Linked DNA regions of Oryctolagus cuniculus: region 2 is linked to region 1. The links are chromatin contacts, called in public Hi-C maps. All regions are on one chromosome and are shown on one strand. The core of a region is the stretch at or near the end of the contact, and the rest is flanking DNA. Distances in the headings are between cores, read along the strand shown.

What was found. A called contact is a pair of places that touch in the nucleus more often than the background predicts.
Region 2: a Hi-C map of psoas muscle shows a contact between it and region 1, with 6 times the contacts expected there. The contact joins the promoter of KLHDC1 here to the promoter of SOS2 in region 1. A contact is called at or near these places in 2 of 6 Hi-C or Micro-C datasets (psoas muscle and an unstated tissue).

Annotation. Positions count from the first base shown.
Region 1 is chr12:25,884,834-25,891,544 of mOryCun1.1, reverse strand. SOS2 (SOS Ras/Rho guanine nucleotide exchange factor 2) reads right to left here and starts at 1,774. Exons shown (of 23, transcript XM_002718299.5): 1 at 1,329-1,774. The coding sequence starts at 1,415.
Region 2 is chr12:26,371,765-26,378,158 of mOryCun1.1, reverse strand. KLHDC1 (kelch domain containing 1) reads left to right here and starts at 3,840. Exons shown (of 14, transcript XM_070053695.1): 1 at 3,840-4,068. The coding sequence starts at 3,973. It overlaps POLE2 (DNA polymerase epsilon 2, accessory subunit), which reads right to left and starts at 145. Exons shown (of 19, transcript XM_070053697.1): 1 at 7-145. The coding sequence starts at 74.

The sequences.
Region 1 (6,711 bases), core at 525-3,024:
CATTATCACTACTCAGCACACTTTCCATTTCTTTCCCTTTCTGTACAGAACTGGGCTGTACATGGAAGAAAAGTCACTTTAATGTCCCGCTTTAGCACTTGCTCTAGCAGTGAAATAACTCTGCAGCCCCCTCAGTCACCTCCACCAAGTTCTCTAAAAACACAGGACTTGGTGTTTGCTCCACGAGAAGCAGCAACAAGTCTTTGTGAGAAGGAAAATCTGAAACTTCAAATGCATGAGGACAATGTTTTTACCTTTAAAACACATGTCTTACTTTCATTTATGAAACTGAATGTGCAAAGACTTATTTTCCAAGCGCTGTCTTTTACGTTTTTATTATTTTATATTCCTTCTTACTTGGCACAGAAGGCAGAAGGGACTAAGTTTGCATCAAGGGCAAAGGGAGCCCACGTTCAGCTGCCATTTACGGCCTTCCAATGTGCTTGGACCTCAAAAAGGATTTCTTATAAAAATGACCGTGTGATTAGTAATTAAAATCACAGAGGAAGCCTGACGCCGCGGCCTCCCGAAGAGATGCGCCCTAGCAATGCACTCAAACTCCAAAGATGGATTTCGATGAGCTTGCCCCTGGTTTGTTCCTTAAAATCCCTCCGAGTCCTCCATCGCACCTAGGGAAGACACGCACGGAATTCTTTAAGGGAAATCTTCTGTAAGACACCTTTGGCAGGAAGCGGGAGGCGCTTTAAGTTCACCTTGAGAGCTGCAAAGGTGAGAATCCTGACTCACTGACATTCACACACGGGCTAAAGAGCCGGGCTACCAAAAAACAAAAACAAAAAAGCTCTGCCTCTCCGGCAGTGGGACCCTTAGACCAGCACACTGCCTACGGGGGGCTGCCCCCCAAAGTCATTACCCCGCCCCCAAAAGGTGTTTTTGTTTCAGAAACTGTCTGAACGCCAGCGGGACCTTCTCGTGCCGAATTCAGCCCGAGGACAACAAATTGGTCAACGGCGGAAGTTGCCTTTCGAAACGACTGCAACATGAAATCCAGTTTTATGATCATAACAAAACCTTCCTTCCGGGATCAGGCAAAAAAAAAAAAAAAAAAAAAAAAAAAAAAAAAAAAAAAAAAAAAAAAAAAAACTTGAGAAAAGGTCTTTCTGGATGCAACGGGCAATCGCTGACCCTCCCGTCGCCAGCCAAAAACACACAGCTCGGCCCCGGGGTCCCGAGCCCTCGGAGGACGAGCTGCGCCCCGGCAGACCCTCCAGGGGGCCCCCGTGCCGGACACCTCGGCCGCCCGCTGCGCCGATGCAGCCCGCGGCCGCCCCGGCCCTTCCCTCGGCCGTCCCGACCCCAGCACTGACCTTCCGCAGGGCCGGGACCAACAATCCCCGCCATTTCGGGCTGTTCTCCTCGCTGAAGAACTCGTACAGCTGCGGCGCCTGCTGCATGGCCCCGGCAGCAGCGCCTCCGCATCGGGGGCGGCCCGTGGGCCGGGCCGGGCCGATGGCCTGACAGGCAGGGCACGGGCCGCCTCGCCTCGCCTCGCCGGCGGCCGCCGCCTGCCGCCCGGGCCCAGGCGGCTGGGAGGCGGCGCCGGCGGGCGGGCGGGCGGGGACCCGGGGACGGCTTCCTCGGCCCGGGCGGCCCCGCTGTCGCGCAGCTCCCTCAGAGGAAGCGCCGCGGCCCGCGAGCCCGGGCGACCCCCGGTGGCGACCTCCTTTCGCCGCGGCGCTGGCCGGCTTCTCGGGCGGCTCCTCCTCCTTTGTCTGGGTCCGAAGCCCTGAAGGTTTCAGCCGGCCTCACCCCCGCCCAGACTCCCGCTACGGCCGCGGCGGGCGGAGAGCGGCGGCGGCGGCGGCTGCTGCTCGTCTCCTCATCGCCTCATCCCCGCCCTCTCGGCCCGCAACACCGCCCGGCTCGGCCCAGCCCTGCCCGCCCGAGTCACCTCCAGAGGGCCCTGCGGACTGACGGGGCGCGCGCGTCGGGCGGGAGAGCCACACTCGCGCGGACGGAGCTGGCCGCCGCCGCCGCCGCCGCCGCCGCCCCCGCCCCTTCAGCAGCGGCGCAGAGAGCGCGGAGGCCGCAGACGAGCTCCGGGGCCCCGCACTCGCAGCTCGGCCCGCCCCCTCGGCCCGGCACTCATCGTCCCCGGCCGCCGGAGAAGCCCCGCACGGAGCATGCGCGCCGCGGAGCTGGCAGCGGCGCCGGCCAGGCGCGGAGGTGCTGGGGCCAGGGGGCCCGCCGGGGGGTCCGCCTCTCCCGGGAGCTTCGCCTATTCCAGACAGACTCGGCAAAGTTACTGACTCTTTTTACGCATACTCTTCTTCCTCCCCTCTAGCTTCCCAAGGCAATCGCGATTCGGTGCGGCTCTTGAGGAGTCCGTGGACTGCGGTGGTGGGAGACGGTCTAGGGTTGGTGAGGGAAAAGGGCTTTGGGGTTAGACACTGTAATTAACGTGTTTGTGGCGGACTTGGCTCCTTTGGATATAGGAGACGGTAACTTTCACTTGGTGATGCTGTGGGGAGCCGAGAAGAGACGGCTTGGAAATCTCTTAGCCCTCGGTGGCAGGGCCAGAAGTGGCAAATGACAATGACGTCCATCAAGCTTGAAGTGAAAGGTCCCTCACTTGCACAGGCCCCTGTGTGTTCACAAAATCAGATCATTAAAAAAAAAATCAGTAGATATTTTTGAGCTATTAATCTATCCTCCACTTTGTGTAGGCTTCGGGTCCTACCGAATCTGGATCCGATCCTGCGAGGAGGTATTTACTCGTTAGCAACTCCCAGTAAGATCTCCGACCTTAAGCTTTTCCAAGTTGAAGAAGCATAGACTCTGGAAACTGTATGATTAGCACAAATTCCATCTCATGAAAGATACTGAGCACATGACTATTAACCTGCTGTAAAGAGGACAATCAGTCCTTCACGCCCTGTCCCTGGCCACCAGTGAGGAAGGGAAAGACAAGCTCCAAAAAACCAAGTCTGTGCCACAATTTCAGGCCCAGGACCAGTGGCTGAACAATTATCCTCCCCCCAAAAACGCATCGTGTGTTCAGCTTGGCAAAATCAAAAGGGCAGAGTGGGAAAACTTAAAGAGATCATTTTTAATCAAGTACCCAATGAGTCAAGAATGTCGTGTAATAAATGGGCACATCCACATTCCCCGCACTTGGGATAGTGGAAGCTTGTATTTCTACAATTAATCTTAGTGTGTGAGGGCTAAGACCTGCTTATATACAGTGTCCTCACATCTCTCTCCTGTTCCCAGCCCCCAGCCATAAACTACCAGGCTGTCGCTGTATCTTCTCCTGGGAGAGTCAAGTTGTTAGTGGTAAGTTTCATTCTTGGCCAAGGATATTAGAAGGCTTTTTCTAGGGCAGATCTGGCCTGAAGACATATTTTGTTTGGCCAAGGTTGTATTTAAGTTTTTGACATTGTGGTTCACATTTTACAACCCAGAGATTACATATAAAAATGTGTATTTCCAGCTTCTCTTGACAAAGATCCAGCTACAGGGAGTCCTACGGCATTTACGCAAGGGAATACTGAGCAGGCGCAGGTAGTGGCTACCCTCTTTAGAAAAGTATGCCATCCCATTTCCAGTTGGCTGTCCTCCCCACCTGGCACTGCTCACTCTTTTATGTAACCTGCGCCGTCTCTGCAGGCGCCTGAGTTGTGATCTCTGGGCTGGAAATATGATCCATGTGGGATCATCCAAGAGTGACACCAGAAGAGTTCCCCAACCAGACAAATGAGCCATCCAGAAAAAAATATTAGATTCATACCCACACTCGACACGAGGATAGATTCCAGATATGTCAAAGATTTAACTGTCAGAAATAAAGCCATAAAGTTATAAGCTCAGAGTACAAAAGACCTTTTCATATGACACAAAATCTAGAAGAGAGATAAATTCAACTTTAAAAAGAAAGCCATAAACTAAGCCAAAAGGCAAATAGCAAACTGGAAAAAAATATCTGTAGCTCATCTTTGAAGAGTTAATTTCTTTAACATATAGGCAAGGTTTTACAAATAAAATTTAAAATAGCCGGTGCCGCGGCTCACTAGGCTAATCCTCCGCCTAGCGGCGCCAGCACACCGGGTTCTAGTCCCGGTCGGGGCGCCGGATTCTGTCCCGGTTGCCCCTCTTCCAGGCCAGCTCTCTGCTGTGGCCAGGGAGTGCAGTGGAGGATGGCCCAAGTGCTTGGGCCCTGCACCCCATGGGAGACCAGGAGAAGCACCTGGCTCCTGGCTCCTGGCTCCTGCCATCGGATCAGCGCGGTGCACTGGCCGCAGCGCGCTGGCCGCGGCGGCCATTGGAGGGTGAACCAATGGCAAAGGAAAACCTTTCTCTCTTTCTCTCTCTCTCACTGTCCACTCTGCCTGTCAAAAAAAAAAAAAATTAAATTAATGGGGGAAAGGATAAAAGATATGAAAATACAGTTCACAGAAAATGAAACCTAAATGTCTCTTAAACACATTAAAAATACTGAAGCTTACTCTCATTAAAAAACTACAAATTTGGGGTGGGCACTATGGCATAGTAAGCTAAGCCTCCACCTGCGGTACTGGCATCCCATAAGGGTACCAGTTCAAGTCCTGGCTGCTCCACTTCCAATCCAGCTCCCTGCTAATGGCCTGGGAGAGGAGTGGAAGACGGTCCAAGTGCTTGAGCCCCTGCACACATGAGCAAGACCCAGAAAAAGCTCCTGGCTCCTGGCTTTGGGTCAGCCCAGCTCCAGCTGTTGTGGCCATTTGGGGTGAACCAGCGGATGGCAGACCTCTCTCTGACTCTCCCTCCCTCAATCTGTAACTACCTATCAAATAAATATATGTATATTTTAAAAAAAGAAAACTGCAAATTTAAATTACATTGTTAATTTTTACACTTAATTTTTTACCAATTAAAATAACACAAATCAAAATGGTTGATCATACACTATGATGGTGAAGATATGGGGAAACAGGCACCCTAATATATAATTGGTGGGAAAATAAAATATTTTTAAGTTTTTGTTTTTATTTTATTTGAAAGGGAGGAAGGGGGAAAGAGAGAGAGAGCGCACAAGGGAGAGGGAGAGGGGGAGGGGGAGGGGGAGTATCTTCCATCTAGTTAAAAATAACCAAACCTCTGTGGAACATTCTCCAAGATGTGCTGCAAAGTGGAAAGAACAGGCCATACTTATGCAATACAGAATAGAATATGGTACCACTCATATTTTTTTTTAAAAAGAGACTGTATTTTATTATAAATTATTTATCTGCAATGCCACACAAGATTTCTGTTGCCACAGGGATGAAAACGGTGGCTGGAGGACAGGGAGAGACTTTACTGTGTACTTTTTTGTGACTTTTGAATTTTTAACCACATAAATGCAGTATTTATTCAACATATTGCTTAGTTAAAAGTAACTTCATGAAAAATTTTGAGTTCCTTATATATATTTGCTTCAAGTGTGAAAAAAATGCAAGTATTAAGCCTGTGCATACTATAAGAGGGAGGGTCTAATAAAAAGTTCGATCATAAAATTTAAACTAAGATTAATATTCTAACTACTGTGGTAATAATTTGGTGCAACTTTGCATGCTTTTTTTGAAATGTAGAGTTATTTTTTGGGAGATCATTCGAATGACCCAAGCAAATCCTAGGTTTTAAAATGCAGTTAATACTTACCATAAATCTCTCATTGAAAAACATTGGCTAGGACTTACTCAACATTTCTCCCATTTACTCTCTCATACTTCCTCAATTTATTTAAAGCTACAAGTGCTGCCAGTCAGCAGCAAACCAAAGCAATACCACAGGAAACAATAAATGTTGTTGTCCTTCACTGCCATGGTTCATTGCCATTGCTGGCTGTTTTTCTCACAGTTCATCTGCATCAAAGAAGTCAGAGCAAGTGCTCAGGTGATCCTTTGCCCTTTGACCCTTCAATGAGACTCAAACTGAGAAAGCCCACCCCTGCATGCAGAGCATCAAAAAATGTCTTCTCAGGAGGAACTGTAATTTTTTATGAAATTCCATGACTAATTTTTTAAAAATCATGCTCCCCTCTCCCCAAAGCATTGTCTTTGTTTCATATGAGAAGGGTCTTCAGAAGGTTCATGAAAAATGGAATTAAAAATGAATTTATTTTGGTGCAAAATGTTTTGAAATCCATGTATATATGGAGTCTTCAAAAAGTTCATGGAAGGGGCCGGCACTGTGGCGCAGTAAGCTAAGCCTCTGTCTGTGGCGCCCACATCCCATTCAGGCTGCTCCTCTTCCAAAGCAGCTCTCTGCTAGGGCAGAGGGAGCAGAAGATGGCCCAAGTGGTTGGGCCCTGCACCGGCATGGGAGACCCAGAAGAAGCTCCTGGCTCCTGGCTTCAGATCAGCTCAGCTCTGGCCTTGTAACCATTTGGGGAGTGAACCATTGGATGGAAGATCTTTCTCTCTGTCTCTCCCTCTCTCTGTCTGTAACTCTATCTCTCAAATAAATAAAATCTTTAAAAAAAAAAAAGTTCATGGAAAATGTGCATTCTGAAAAGTCTATGCATATATTTTAATATTTTTTGCACTGCAAAACTTATTTTTTAATTCCATTTTTCTTTAAGGTGTTTTAAGTATCCTTGTACTATCTCTCATAGAGTAGCAATCATGTCCCCTGGTATGACAACACTGAAGTCATCCAAATATTGCCACCATTACCAGATGGAAAGTCATGTTTAATGAGTATGGAACAGACTGTTCCAGACACCAACTT
Region 2 (6,394 bases), core at 2,591-5,090, 480 kb before region 1:
ACTCACCCCCGCAGCAATAAGCCGCGTAGCTTGAAGGCGGAGAGCACCCGGCTCCGCACTCTCTCCGGCGCCATGTTCGCGATTTGGCGCCACGGCTGAAGCTCCGCCCCTTCCCGGGAGGTCCCCGACTCGGCCCCGCCTCCTCACAAGAGCTCCCCACCTAGGATCCGCTCCTTCCCGGGAGGCCTCCAACTCGGCTCCGCCTCCTCGCCGGAGCTCCCCGCCCAAGCCCCGCCCTTTCCGGGGGATCCCCGACGCGGCTCCGCCTCCTCGCAGGAGCTCCCCTCCTAGGCTCCGCCCCTTCCCGGGATGTAAGCCGGCCAGTCCGCGGCGCGCTGGGCGTGATAAGAGCCGGCTGTGCGATTCCTCGCAGCTGGCGGGCGGCGACAGCGCCCTTCCTGCTTTCCTCGACCTTCTGTGACTCCGGACCCCATCCTCCTCCCCTCCGAAGAGGCCGTGAGAACTGCTGGGGTACCCAGTGGCTGCAGGGGACCCCGTGGTGTGTTCCCCACTTCACTCAGGTCCCCGAAATACGCTGTGCACATTGACTGCAAGGCGGGCGTTAGAGCGGCTTGTTGCAGTCCCGGCTGCTCCGCTTCAGATCCAACTCCGCTAATGCGCCTGGGGAAGCAGCTGAGGATGTGACAGAGCTCCCGGCTCCCGGCTCCCGGCTCCCGCCAGGTCCAGCCCACGCCTTGTGGCCCTTTGGGAAGTGAACCAGGAGGCAGAGGATCTCCTCCTCGCCGCTCTCCTAATAAATGAAAATATCATTTTGTAAAAAGTAGTAATTTATGTGATGCTCACAACGGCCCAATGAACTGTGTGCTATTTTTTTCCACAACAGCCTCCTTTCGCGGATGAGATTTTGGCTTAGCAAATACAGTCGCCTGCTCCACTTCCTATCCAGCTCCCTGATTATGTGCCTGGGAAAGCAGCGGGAGACAGCATGAGTGTTTTGTCCCCTGCACCCACATGGGAGACATGGAAGAAGCTCCTGGCTCCTGGCTTTGGAAGTGGAGCAGCAGAATATGGGAACCAGCTGCAATATCACTTTTGCAAGCAGTGGCTTAATCTGCTGCACCACAAGCTTGGCCCTGAATTTGGGAATTTTTTTTTTTAAAGATTTATTATTGGTGCTGGTGCTGTGGCTTAGCAGGTAAAGCTGCTGCCTGCAACAACAGCATCCCATGTGGGCACAGCTGCTCCACCTCAATCCAGCTCCCTACTAATGCCCTGGGAAAAGCAGCGGGGGGTGGCACAGGGTCTGGGCCTCTGCCACCCACATGGGAGACCAGAATGTAATTCCTGGCTCCTGGCTTCAGCTTGGTTCAGCTCCTGCCATTGCGGCTATTTGGGGAGTGAACCAGCAGATGGCAGATTCTCTCTCTCTCTCTCTCCCCTTCTCTCTAGTAATCTTTTTTTTTTTTTTAACAAAACAAAAAATTTATTTATTTGAAAGGCAGAGAGAGAGAGAGAAATGCCATCTGCTGGTTCACTCCCCAAATGGCAGCAACAGCAGGAGCAGGGCCCATCCAAAGCCAGGAGTTAGGAGACTCAGCCAGGTCTCTCACATAGGCACAGGGTCCCAAGAACTTGGGCCATCTTCCGCTGCTTTCCCAGGCCATTAGCTGGGAGCTGGATTAGAAGTGGAGCAGCCAGGACAGGAGCCACCACCCATATGGGATGCCAACATCACAGGTGGCAGTTTTATCCACTGTACCACAAGGTGGCCCCTGAATTTGAGAATCCTGAATATGGATTGCAGATAAATTATATTAAAGAACAACTTAGTTTTCTTAGGTGGATATGTGAGTGTTCCAATTTTTAGAAAATATATACTGAAGTTTAACATGCCTACCAAAATGAAAACCGTACATACCTACATACAAACAAATGTAAAACTAGCAATAGTGTTATTAAACCTAAGTAATGGGTATTCCTTGAGGCCGGCCAGTGGGGCTGGGGGTCTGTGGGCCCCTCAGACACAGGTAGAACGTCCTGCACAAGCCGGCTGCCAGCTGTGGCTGGAAAGCCTGTCTCCAGGCCAACTGGCATCTCCCCCACTAACAGCTTCTTGTGCTGCCGGTGTGACCTGGCAGCTTTAAATCACACCTCCAGGGTGGGTGCAAGCTTTCACCCTGAGCTGGCAGGGGAAGGGGCTGAGTACCTGGGGAGAGCTGGACTGGCTCCAAGAGACCTTGGCTATCTTGTGTGACCTTGTGGTTTTAAACCATGCCTTTGAGTTAGTTGCAATCTTCCACCCAGAGCTAGCAGAGGAGGGCGCTGAGCCCCTAAAGAGTCTCCCGAAGACCCCCGCTATCTCCTTGAGCCCCAAGCTAATCGACATACCTATGTGAAACCCCTAGTCCAATGGGAACCTCCAACAGGATAACCCAATGAACAGATAGTAATGCCTTAAAAACCCAGGACACTTCCCCAGAGCCAGTGCCCCGCTCGGGCACTCCGCCTGGTCTCCTCTCCACCAGACACTTTCTCTGTCACTTGTCAATCAAACAAAAGTTTCTGCCTCTTTGCAAATTGTTTCCTGGCTTTTCACTTCAATACTGAGCTGAGGAAAAGAACCCTGAAGACTCACTCCAGCAACTGCCCTCCCCTCCTGACCGGTAACATTCCTCAAACTATTCTTTCTGCTTTTCTGTATGTTTGATATGTTTCATATTAAGAATTGGAAAGGAAAAATTTATCCAAATGCCCAGTTTCTTCTTACAATCTAACAGTGATTTCTGCCCCCCCCCCCATTTCCAGTGATTTCCTTTCTCCCATAAATTTTCAACGACTTCCCCTATGGCTCATACAGGTCCAATACTTGAATGAATAATTATATGCTGCTGACTCCAAAATCCTTATGTCCAGCTCCTTTGTCCCTTGGGCTTCAACGCCAATTCAATACGCCCCTAAAGGAACTTATCACCCCTCCCGAAGTCACCTTGACTTCTCCTCCCTTGCCCCACAAAGCTGAGGAGCGCTCACCGTCTTCCCTGTGAGACAAGGGCACACACACATACATCGTCCTCACGGGTCGGAAGGCTGCTCTGGAGTTCCCAAATCCACCCACCCCAAGGTGAAGGGCTGATGGTCTACACCTTGTTTATTCTATGCGTCTCTCAGTCTCTCAGCTTCATCTCCAGGGTCACAGCCTTTGGTTCAGAATCTCATCTTCTCTAGTTAACCACAATTTTCACTAAGTACTGAATACCTGGCATGCACCTGTGCTTCATGCTGTGGACCTATCCCTGAACACAAAACCCAGTAGGTCTGCTTTAACGACGCGTATAACCGATCAGAAGACACAGGAAATATAACCCCATGGGCCACAAGTGTGTTGTGAACGATCGAATTAGGGGAATGGGCATCAGCTCACACATCTGTTAGTTCCTCGTGGTGAAAACATTACAACCCTCTCCTCGCTATCTTGAAGCATACGTTTTTGTGAACTCCAGTCGCCCTGCTGTAGAACAGAACACAATCACTACCGGCTGGAGGCATTGGGGTCTCAAGTGGGGGCGTCGGCCATGGGCGTGGAGAGAACGGGACACGCTCGAGACACTGCAAAAGTAGGAACACAGGGACTTCTTGGCCGATCCGTTTCCAAGGAATGCGAGGAAAAGGGGCGTAGCTTGCCATCCTGGTCACTGGGAAGGAGACAGGAGCCCCTCACTAGGCTAACAGACTCCACCCCCAACTCCCAAGCAGGTGGCAGGGGTTCAAGCCCCGGCGCCATCTCCCCCCACCACCGGCACCACCCCGCCGCCTCTCGGCGCCAGGGCGCCCGGCTCCGCTTCCCCGGCGAGCGGCCGCGGCACGGCGCAGACGCACTGGCTCCGCCTTCCCACCAATCTCGACCCTCGGCGCGTTCCGTTTGTGCGTGCAGGGGCCGGGACGCGAGGAGAGGCCGCGCCGCGGGCAGGGGCTGCGGCGCGCCCAGTGGCCGGCGAGCGAGCGACGGCGCGGATGGCGGACTCGCGGCTGTTCTGCGTGGCCGAGGAGCGCAGCGGCCACTGCGCCGTGGTGGACGGAAACTTCCTCTACGTGTGGGGGGGCTACGTGGTAAGGGGAAGAGGCGGGACGGGGCGGACTCGCGCCGGGGCCCGCCCGCCCGGCGGGGGCCTGAGTGGACGCCGAGCGCCCGCCCACAGCCGCTCCGAGGCGGGGGCGCGTCTCGGGCCGGGGTCCGGCGCCCCCCGCGCCCCGCCGGCCGCTCCGCCTCCCGCCGCTGTCCCTGCCGCTCCAGGGCCGCCGCCGCCCCGCCGTTGCTTCCGCTGTGGGAGCCCTCAAGCCGGTGTTCCGGGGGCTCCTGCGACCCTGCGCCCACCCCCCCGAGCTGTCCAGTAACCCCCGCTGGCCCGACAGTCAGTTAAGCGCGATTAATTGTCGTCTTTAAAATCTCCCGGTGCAGACTTAAGCGGAGCTGAGGACAGAGTGCTGTAATAATTATCTTGTGCGGGATCCGAAATAAAATACCGAAATCACCGAAGCGTTTAAGTATTTCTAAGCTATTTTTAGTGGCATTTCTTTGCTAGTGGATCGTTAACGATTTTTTTGTTTGTTTCCTTGAGCCTCGAAGTTCCCGCATTAGCGCCACTATAGGGTGTAATGGCTTAACATTACAGTGGAGGTTTGAACGCGTGTGTTTTTGTTTGAAGCATCGTAGGATCATAGAAGCATCCTACGGCTGGAAAACAAGTCAGTATTGTATGCCAGCCTCCCGAGTTGGCAGGTTTTAGAAAGTAGCCACTGAAACTATTACTTGTGACTTGTGTTCCGAATCTGTTGTGACGGAGCTGTACTACGACTGCCCCACGTTGAAATAAAGTACATACTATGTGTGTTGAAGAAGCCTCAGATCCTGGTTGGTTTTGTGTGTGTGTTCTTAATTTAGTGCAGTATCAGGATGGGAAAATTAGTGCTAATCTCAGTGCTTACTATACCTGGCTTATACTAGGTACTCATCTCCCTTAGTTTGAGTAATCCTATCACCCTGGGAGGTAGGTGATATCCTCATTCTATAAATGAGGACGATGAATCAGTGAGAGTCATTTTCATCGTCATTTGATTTTTTTTAAAGAATTATTTTTTATTTATTTGAAAGAGTCACAGAGAGAGGCAGAAACAAAGAGAGGTTTTCCATCCACTGGTTCACTCCCCAGATGGCCGCAATGGTCAGAGCTGCACCAATCCCAAGCTAGGATCCAGGAGCTTCTTCTGGGTCTCCCACGTGGGTGCAGGGGCCCAAGCACTTGGGCCATCTTCCACTGCTTTCCCAGGCCATAGCAGAGAGCTAGATCAAATATTTTCACTATTTGCTCTTGGTGAAAAAATAATCTAGATAGAATGATGATGGTGGGTGTAAGAAATATGTTGACTATTTTTGAACTCTGCCACTTCAAGATACAGAGGTGTCACACTTCCCATATCATTCCTAATACTGTAATAATTAAGTGGGAGAAAAGGATTTAAACAGTAATCTATAATGTCCCCCATCTGTGTCTGTGTGGATTGGATTTGAGCCCATAAATGAAATGTCTCATATCAGTGCATATTTGGGGACCTCAATATTTTACAAGTCATTTTAATCTTGACAGTTGTATAACTGATAAGATTCCAGTTCTTTGGGTAACAGCTACTGATCTGAAACACCCTGCCGTCCCCTGATCTAATCAGGATGTGCTGTAAGGCCAGCCCTGGGAAGTACAAGATTTAGGTCCTGAGTCTTCTGCTGTTTAAATGCCAGGGATCATCAGCAGTTAGTGCCTGACGCCTAGTGGAAGGAAAGGAAGTGTGGGAGGTAGAAATGAAGACAAGGCACGTCCTGTGGAAAAGTAGGACCCTTCAGAACCAAAGACAGCCAGGGGCCCTGCAACCTGGAGGTATTCCAGCGGCCGTGGTAAAGAATAAAGATTGGCTTCTTCCAGTCGTGATTTTCCTCTTCATTTAACATGGCGTGTGTTAATCCTAAAATGTTCATGTCTAAATAGCCTACTGCTCTGTTGACAGACACATTCTGAAGTCCATTGTATCTGAAAATAGCCCTGCTTCTAGAGAGAACTGCCAAAGGCAAGTGGCAGATTCTGGTTGATGCCAGAATATTCTGGATCTTGCTATGCATTCTTTTAACATTACTGAAATTCACGACAATTCTGCCACTAGGAAGCGTGAGAGTTAGGTGAGTTTTCCCAGATGTTGAAGGGCCAGCTCAGCGGCTTAGCAAGTTCATAGATGGTCTGTTTTTCTCTCACAGCCTTAAGTATTTGAACGGTTTTATTTCCATAATACAATTATTTCCATAATACTACATTTTGCTCTGAACTTTTCCTTGTGGAAAGTACTGTGTATTTTCTGTAATGTATACTATGTATTTCTGTAGTGAATATGG